3 separate regions of the Mus musculus genome follow, and all the other regions are linked to region 1. Evidence: chromatin contacts called from public promoter capture Hi-C data. All regions are on one chromosome and are shown on one strand. The core of a region is the stretch at or near the end of the contact, and the rest is flanking DNA. Distances in the headings are between cores, read along the strand shown. Region 1 holds the start of Bbc3 (BCL2 binding component 3). Region 2 holds the start of Bhmg1 (basic helix-loop-helix and HMG-box containing 1). Region 3 holds the start of Opa3 (optic atrophy 3).

What was found. Promoter capture Hi-C pulls out the DNA fragments that hold promoters and counts their contacts. Capture Hi-C pulls out chosen DNA fragments and counts their contacts.
Region 2: a promoter capture Hi-C map of adipose tissue shows a contact between it and region 1, with 5 times the contacts expected there. The contact joins the promoter of Bhmg1 here to the promoter of Bbc3 in region 1. A contact is called at or near these places in 1 of 39 promoter capture datasets (liver), 2 of 115 datasets of contacts at active chromatin or transcription factors (astrocytes and bone marrow-derived dendritic cells) and 1 of 9 other capture datasets (adipose tissue).
Region 3: a promoter capture Hi-C map of embryonic stem cells shows a contact between it and region 1, with 4 times the contacts expected there. The contact joins the promoter of Opa3 here to the promoter of Bbc3 in region 1. A contact is called at or near these places in 2 of 39 promoter capture datasets (embryonic stem cells and liver), 1 of 484 Hi-C or Micro-C datasets (liver), 1 of 115 datasets of contacts at active chromatin or transcription factors (astrocytes) and 2 of 9 other capture datasets (adipose tissue and liver).

The regions. Positions count from the first base shown.
Region 1 is chr7:16,308,136-16,310,835 of GRCm38.p6, forward strand. Bbc3 (BCL2 binding component 3) reads left to right here and starts at 1,448. Exons shown (of 4, transcript NM_133234.2): 1 at 1,448-1,726.
Region 2 is chr7:19,117,043-19,119,742 of GRCm38.p6, forward strand. Bhmg1 (basic helix-loop-helix and HMG-box containing 1) reads right to left here and starts at 1,302. Exons shown (of 13, transcript NM_001370811.1): 1 at 1,136-1,302.
Region 3 is chr7:19,227,017-19,229,716 of GRCm38.p6, forward strand. Opa3 (optic atrophy 3) reads left to right here and starts at 1,373. Exons shown (of 2, transcript NM_207525.3): 1 at 1,373-1,568. The coding sequence starts at 1,427.

The DNA.
Region 1 (2,700 bases), core at 198-2,697:
CAAACAAACAAACAAACAAACAAGCTGGACAGTGGTGGTGCATGCCTTTAATCCCAGCACTTGGGAGGCAAAGGCAGGTAGATTTCTGAGTTTGAGGCCAGCCTGGTCTACAAACTGAGTTCCAGGACATCCAGGGCTACACAGAGAAACCCTGTCTTGAAAAACCAAAAAAGAAAAAAAAAAAAAGGGGGGGGCCTGGAACTCACTATGTAACTCAGACAGACTCCAACCTTGCAACCACATTCCTGCTTTATCCTCTGGAAGTGCTGGGAAGACAGGTGTAAGTGACTATGTTTATTTCTTTAACAAGTGTCTTATCTCACATGGCTGTGTGACACCCTTTCACAGCGGGCCCAGTGCTGGGCACCCATAGGTAAGTAATATACTCAGTAAGTTTGGTGACAGTTTGGGTGAGACAGAGAGTCTGTCAAGTGCCGTGAGAGATGTCTACGGCTTGGGAGGAGGAAGGGTCACTGTTTCAAAAGGGAAGGGAAATAAATGACTTTTAGAAAAGGGAAAGGAAACAGAAACAACAGACAGGATGAAATAGGGTGCAGGGGGCTGCCCGGGCATGTCTGTGCCAGGAGCACAGGGCTGCCTCTTCCCCATTTGTCCAGTGCCAGATGGGTATTACGCCAGGCGGGCCAGGTGTTTAAGTTCACGAGTGTAACCCGCCATCAAGCCATTTAGCAGGAACCTGTCTCAGGAGTGACTTTGTGAGCACAGGTCTGGGCTCAGTTTCTTCTGTATGTGACTGGCATGTTTTGTAGGGTCAGCCAGTGCAGTCTAGTGGCTGTGCTTCAGCTATTGCGGGTGTCAGCCTGAGAGTGCTATTTGGATTGGAGTGTGTGTCCCTCTGAACCTGCCAGGAAGTTGTTCTGAGAAGGGGTCAGCCTTTAGTGTAGTGTGAATGCCCTAGGCATCTGGGGACACGGGTTTGTGCGTCGGAGACTGTTTGAATATTGTTTGTGCAACTACGTTTTGGGTTGTCACTGTCTGTGTGTGACCCAGTGAGCCAGTAAGTAAGATAATCTGGATGTCTGGGTCTGTGTGAGCTCGTGTGTCCAGGCCCTTGTCCTGATGTGTATCTGTGCCTCTGGTCTGACTTTGTGTCCCTGTGGCTCAGTCATCACTGACTCAGTGCACCCTGGCGTGCCAGTCCGTTAGTCTGAGCGTACTCCTCAGGTGTGGGTGTGGGTCCCAGTCAGTGTGTCAGTGTGTCAAGCGTGTGTCCGGACACCCTAGGTCTGGGCTGTCCCCACGCTGCTCCTCCTGCCTGGACCAGGCCTCGCCCCGCCCCTCTGGCTGCCGGGAAACCCCCCGCGCCGAGGTAGGGGGCGCGGCGCCCGACTGCAAGCCCCGACTTGTCCCCAGCCGCGGGCGGGGCCCTGGCGTCACGCGGGGGCGGGGCGTGGGAGCCAGCGAGAGGCGGGGCGGGGCGGCCGCCGAGCGAGCGGGGCCCGGGGATCTGCCGGGAGGCCTGAGACGCGGCATAGAGCCACATGCGAGCGGGGAGCCCAGGAGGCGGCGGCGACACCAGCAAGCAAGCAGCAGCAGCGGTGATCCGGACACGAAGACTCCAGAAGCAGCAGCAGTCACTGCAGTTAGAGCAGCAGGAGCAGCAGCAAGGTGCCTCAATAGCAACCCACTCGGCGGGCGAGCCCTCCAGAAGGCAACCGCCCGCCACCCCATCGCCTCCTTTCTCCGGAGTGTTCATGCCCCCGGGGTGAGTGAGCACCCCGATTCCCGAAGCTGCTTACGAGCGGCAAGGCCCGGAGGGCTCCCTGGAGGAGGTGACGGGGTGCACGGGCCGATAGGACGGTCGCCTTGCATTCCCGCAGCTTGTGCCCCAGCTTTCATCACTGGGACTAAGGCTGGGCCAGGCGGGCGGGAAGGAAGCACCTGGGACTCAGGGCGCCCTGTCTGGGCGCACAGGTGCCACAGCGGTCTGGCGGGTTTGTTTACAAACAATGGGGTTCGGGCTCGCCCGCGCCCCCTGGTGGCTAGTGAGACCTGGGAGGAGCGTGGCCCCGGGCTCGCTCGAGTCCCCCGAGTCCCACTGCGGGAGGGTTGGGGTGGGGGGTGGCACCGAGGATCGGCCACACCCAGAGCGCGCGCCCGCCGGGGGCGGCGACAGGGGGCGGCGGAGGCTGTGGCTCCCGCGGGCGGGGGCTGCGCCCCAGCAACAGCCGGTTATTGGCCCCGCGCGCGCTGGGCGGGCGGGGCGGGCGCACGTGGCGGCGTCGAGGGGGGGGGCTGTGACAGCGGAGGGGCGGCGGGGACCGCGCGTGCGGGGCTGTGGATCTGCAGGTGTCTCGCCTGGGTGTGTGTGCTCGTGTTTGGCTCCCGAGTTTGTATCCCTACACCGAGATGTTGGCGTTTGTCACCCGGAGGGGTGTCTGCGTGAGTCCTTGCCCGCGTGTCTGCGGGGTGGGGTGCACCTGTCCGTTTACGGGTGTGGGTGGCCACCCCCCAAACCAGAGTTGTATACGTGTGCTCTTAAGGGGTGAAAAGGGGATCTGTATCTGTCGCTTGCCTGGTAGTGTTGGTGGTGGTGGTGCGGACGACCGGGGCACTTGAGCTGTGTTTGTGTGTCGCTTGAGTGAGCTGTGTTGCTGTGCAGGGGTCTCGCCCAAGTGTGCGCTGCGTGTGTGTGTGTGTGTGTGTGTGTGTGTGTGTGTGTGTGTGTATGCGCGCGCG
Region 2 (2,700 bases), core at 52-2,551, 2.8 Mb after region 1:
CAGTCTCACCTTATACCAGCTCAGGTTTATGTAGTCAGGCTGGACTCCAAATCATAAAAGGTTATATGTGTGAATTACCACAGCCAGCTCAGACCACAAGCCTTAACACTGAAAACCCCAAATCCTAGAGGAAGGATATCCAGGGTATAAAAAAAAAAGAAAAAAGAAAAACCCTCACCACCCCAAATGTAGTGGGAATACCCAAGGGGTGCTTCCCCTTCTCAGAAGAGAAGGAGAGGGGCACTGGGGGAGGACCTACCAGAGGGGTAGGAGGGACTGAGAGGAGAGGAGGGCTGATATTGGGATGTAAAGTGAAAAAAAAATTTTAAAAAGATTTATTTATTTATTATATGTAAGTACACTGTAGCTGTCTTCAGGCACCCCAGAAGAGGACACCAGATCTCACTACAAATGGTTGTGAGCCACCATGTGGTTGCTGGGATTTGAACTCAGGACCTTCATTAGAGCAGTGAATGCTCTTAACCACTGAGCCATCTCTCCAGCCTCGAAAAAATAATTTTTAAAAATGTGTTTCATGTCCTACAATAAATATCTCTAAACTCTAAAACTGTCCCTTCAGATCCTCACATTGTGATTTCCTTCTTAGAAAACTTAGACCTCACGCATGCATCCCACTGAGACCTGGAACCCTAAATTGACACCTATACGCAATGAGTAGCACGACGACTCCAGGCTTTAAAATTAATTCTCAAAGACCCAAGCCGTGCCCACTCCAGAGCCTATTTTCCTGCTTTGATGGTCTCCACTGATACTGAAAAGCCCCAACCCTGTCAAATTAGACCTCTGACCCTCCGAACGTAACCCCTGGAACCCCAAACTAAGATTTCCAGATCTCCCGTCTTCAGCTTCCAAAAGCCGAGCCTCGAACAGGAGACCCCATGTCTCAAACGCCACTAATAACTTTCCAGAAACCCAGCCTGGATTCCCTCAAACACAAAGTCTACCCTCAAACCGGTCTCGAGCTCTGGGGTCCCTCTCCATCCGACCTAGAGCTCCCTAGGGGGTCACGGCCGCAGGGTGTGACTCTGACGACTCCTCACCATCTCCCCGCTACCTCAAGCCAGCTAGAGCCAGGGCGTCTGCCGCCCCACACCCGTTGGTCACCAGCACTCACCTCAAGATTTGCAATATGGCGTTAAGCCTCGACTTCTGCTTTGGCACTGGGCTCACGCTTCGACAGTCTGAAGGCTCCGGCAGCGGCTCGCGCGGCTCCCGCGGCTCGCGGGGTCCCAGGGATGCAGACCGCGTGCCTCCCGACGCGCAGACCGAGCGAAGAATGGCAGGGCGCGAGGCTGTGGCGCGAAGGCACCAGAGCGCCTGAGGCGAGGCCACGCCCCCTCCACGTTCCCGCCACGCGGTGCCAGGCACGAGCAGAGGAGCGTTGGAAAAGGGCAGTGCGGCGAGTGCGCACGCGCACCCGGGGCAGGGCACGGGCCACAGCTCCGACACGTGCTCCCGCTCCCGCGCTCGCAGCATCAGCCAATCAGCTCTTGCTCCATTACCCGCCCTTTCCTCAGGCCACGCCCTCTGTTTTGCCCCGCCCCCTGACCTATTTACCTCAGACCCCAGCAGGATTTGCCAGGTGTCCGCAAGCGCGAGGTGTCTGTACTCCCCCTGCTGGCCCTCCTGTGTCCCCATCCGACCCTTTCGCTTTAGGGCGCATCTGCTTAAAGACCACTGTGTGTCAAGTACCTTGTTCAGGCGGCTAACTTCGCCACCTTTCCCTGAAACGAGGCTTTGTAGACCCCATGGAAATGCCAGTTCCTGTAGCTGCAAACAAAGTAACCTTTAGTGTCTGAGTGTGGATCCAGTCTTGCTATATAGCCCAGGCTTGCCTACTACTTGTAACCGTTTTGTCTCAGGTCTGTCTGGAACGCAAGGAATGCACTACCTTGTAACTCAGGTTACAAACTACACAATTTATTTTTAAAAAGCATTTTAGTTTTAACTAGGTATACATGTTGGGGGGGTGGGGGGGAGGAATACTGCACGCAGGTGTCCCCAGATGCCAGAGGCATCAGATGCCCCTAGAGCTGGAGTTTTAGACAGGGGCTTCTAGGGGCATCTTCAGGGGCAAATGCAAATTCTCTGCAAGAGCGATGTCTTCCTAACCTCTGAGTAGTCTTTCCAGCTTCATCTTTATTTTTTGACACAGCGTCTCATACCCTTGACCAGGCTAGTCTCAAACTCACAGAGGTACACTAACCTCGGCGTCCAAAATGGTGCGATTAAAAGTGTGTGCCACCACGGCAGATTCAAACCGTACATTTTGGAAATGCTGCCAAGATTCCTGCCCTTCTGGAGGCTCTGTTCTACCTGTGATGTGAACATAGTGCCTGGGCTTTTCCTCACTTCGATATCTTGTTTTCTTTATTTGCCAATTAGGAGGTGGTGGTAGGCAAGTGTGGGGAGTGAGATGAAGGTGAGAAATGGGAGAGAAAGTTTGGGAAAACTCATATATTATTAATTATTTGTCAACTAACATGATAAATCAATAAAGTTGTTCTTCCTAAACTCTTCATCCCTCGCTAACGTCCCTTTGAAGTAGCCTCGATTCTCTTTTCAAGGGCCTCGGGCCAAAATGGAGGCGGCTGGACTCTATTTCCCAGATACCCTCGCGGGAGAATTTTCTGCGCCTGCGTATTTTAGTGTGCCCTTAGCCTCCTGGTAATTAGAGTT
Region 3 (2,700 bases), core at 123-2,622, 2.9 Mb after region 1:
GATGGGAAAGTCCGGGGTCCCTTGGCTATGTGTCACCAGTTTTTTCTCTTGATAGCCACGACCCCTCTGCTCCTTTGCCTTCCGGTCCCTTCCCGTCCCCAACTACCCATCCTCACGCCACCATCCAGGAATTTCTCTCAACTAAGTCTTGACTTTGTTTATATGATTTTGCTCCCTGCTGGGTAAGGGAGGACAGTCTGGGACATGTCCTTAAAGTTCCTTCCTGAGCCAGCTCCCTGGGGACCCTTACCCTCCAAAGGAGGAAGTCAGGCTGCTTGAGAACCAGTGATATTAGGCAATGTGGTGGCTGAGAAGCCCCGTGTCACCCCGTTCTTATGGGACCCTCAGTCTTTCACTCGGTTACTTGGGAAAAGGATGGATTAGCTGTAGTGCACATTTGGGCTTTGCGGGACATGCTCTACATGTAGTTACTTCCTGTGTTTTACATTCAGGATTCACACACAAAGCTGACTAGTAGAGCCACTCAGTGAGCATGGCGCAGCGATAGAGTCACCGCCTAACCCCCTCCCCCCTGGGAGGAGCTGGAGTCTTTTGCTCAGTGGTGGAGCCCCCCTCCTAAGATGGGAAATGCCTTGGGGTTCAGAGACACAAGCCTCACAACACAGAAAACACAAGACAGGTACTGTTATGTGTGACATTTTGCTCACGGGGATGCTGACATCAATGCTGGGCCGTGTAGCGCAGGGCTGTGATCCCAGCACCGCACTGCGGCACAGACACAGGAGGATCAGGAGTTCCAAGGACAGCGTAGGCTACACATTGAGTTCGGAGCCAGGCTGGGTTACACGAGACCGGCTTTTAAAAACAATTAGGGGAAAAAAAACAACAACAAAAAAAGAACGAACCGATTTCCTGAAGGGTTGAGTCACTCCTCCAACTTCAGAGAGTGAGTAAAGCGGCAGGTCTGTATGACTACGCGCTGACTCGCTCCCCTCCCCGGCGAGGGCACTAACCGCCGGGAAGGCGCACCCCGACTCTTTAGACTTAATTGGGACTCACCAGGCGCCTCCTATGGGCAGGGAAATCGACTCAGTACGTGACATCACGCAAGACGCGGTGACGTCAGTACGTCGGGACTAGGGCTCCGGCCACGCTCCCACGAGCGGCCGTTTAACGGCACCGCCCTCTGACGCTTCACTTCCGCCGCACATTTGCATACCCAACGTACGGACGTCGAGGCGTCGACGCGGCGACGTCACGAGCGCCCGCCCCCCCCCCAGCAGACAAACACCCTCCCCACCACCTCCGCCGCGAGCGTGCAAACGCACGCTCCTACGTAGGCACGTAGGCAAGTCCTTCCTTACGCAAGCACGCACGGCCCACGGGCGGGTGGGGGAGGAACGGCGAGGTCGGCGGCGCCCCGCCCAGTCAGCAAGGTTGCGCGTGCCCCAGGGCGGCCGCCGAGATGGTGGTGGGCGCGTTCCCCATGGCGAAGCTGTTCTACTTGGGCATCCGGCAGGTTAGCAAGCCGCTGGCCAACCGTATCAAGGATGCTGCCCGCCGCAGCGAGTTCTTCAAGACCTACATCTGCCTACCGCCAGCCCAGCGTGAGTCTCACCCCAAGGCCTCTAGCCCTTCCATTCCCGATCTTTCTAGTTCAGGGGAACGGCGTCTGTGCTTGACCAATCCCGGCGCGAACCGGCAAAACGCTATAGCCAATGAGGATGGCTTCTGCTAGAGGGGCGTGTCACTGACCCAATAGGGAAGAAGGGAGAGCAGTCAGGGGCGTCACCGCGCGAGTTTGGAATGCAAGCCAATAGAGAAGAGGGCTTCTGGCGGTTGACGTCTACACCAGCCAATAGGATGAGGTGTGAGAAACACCAGGGTGGAGCTTATTGTCAGAAGTTAGGGGCGGGACCGAGAAGAAGTCCCCTTAGCGATCCGCTTCGGAGCCATCCTTAAGAGAGACACTTGACTACAGAAACCCCAGTTTGTCCCTCAGTTTCCCTTCGGCCCTGTGGGTGATTTGCGTATCACCCTGGGTTTAGAGCACAGAGCTTGTGCGTTAGTTTTACACTGAGTTAGGGTCGTGATAGTGTTGGAATCTTGCGACCTGGCAAAAGGATGAACCCAGAATGGGCGTCCTTCCGTTTATTTATGAGTTTCCTCACACCGATCCTTTTCGTTCGGTAGCCGCACCGTGCAGGCTTCTTAGCCCGACACTGGGAAAGATACGGTCCTAATATGTCCGCATTATGTCAGGAACTGTAGGCAGACTCGAGTTTAGAGCAGCCGGGTGAGCCAAGGGAGTCTCCTGAGCAAAGACCTCACTTGCTTCGCAAACGCACCAGATGTGTGCTCCTAGAAAAGACTGATCTCTGTAAAGCAGAGACGAGGGGGAAGTCTTTGTAATTTACCGAGAACTACCGTTCATGTTTGTCCAACGCCCCATGTAGCTTATAAATGATATGATGAGTGTTTGTTTTGAGCTGACCCTGCTTATAAAACAACAGGGTCTATCTACGCCAGTACCAGTCTGTCGAACCAAGACTCATACAGTGACAATCTAGATGGGATGGCAGAGCCCACTAGGTACCTGACCTGACATAGAGTACAAAGAGCACTTCCGGGTAGAGGGAATATTCCAACTGAGACTGAAGGGTGAGGAGAATCTCACCAGACCACTGAGGGACATTGTTGGCTCCAAGGGTGGAACATAGGCACTAAGGGGACCCTTGA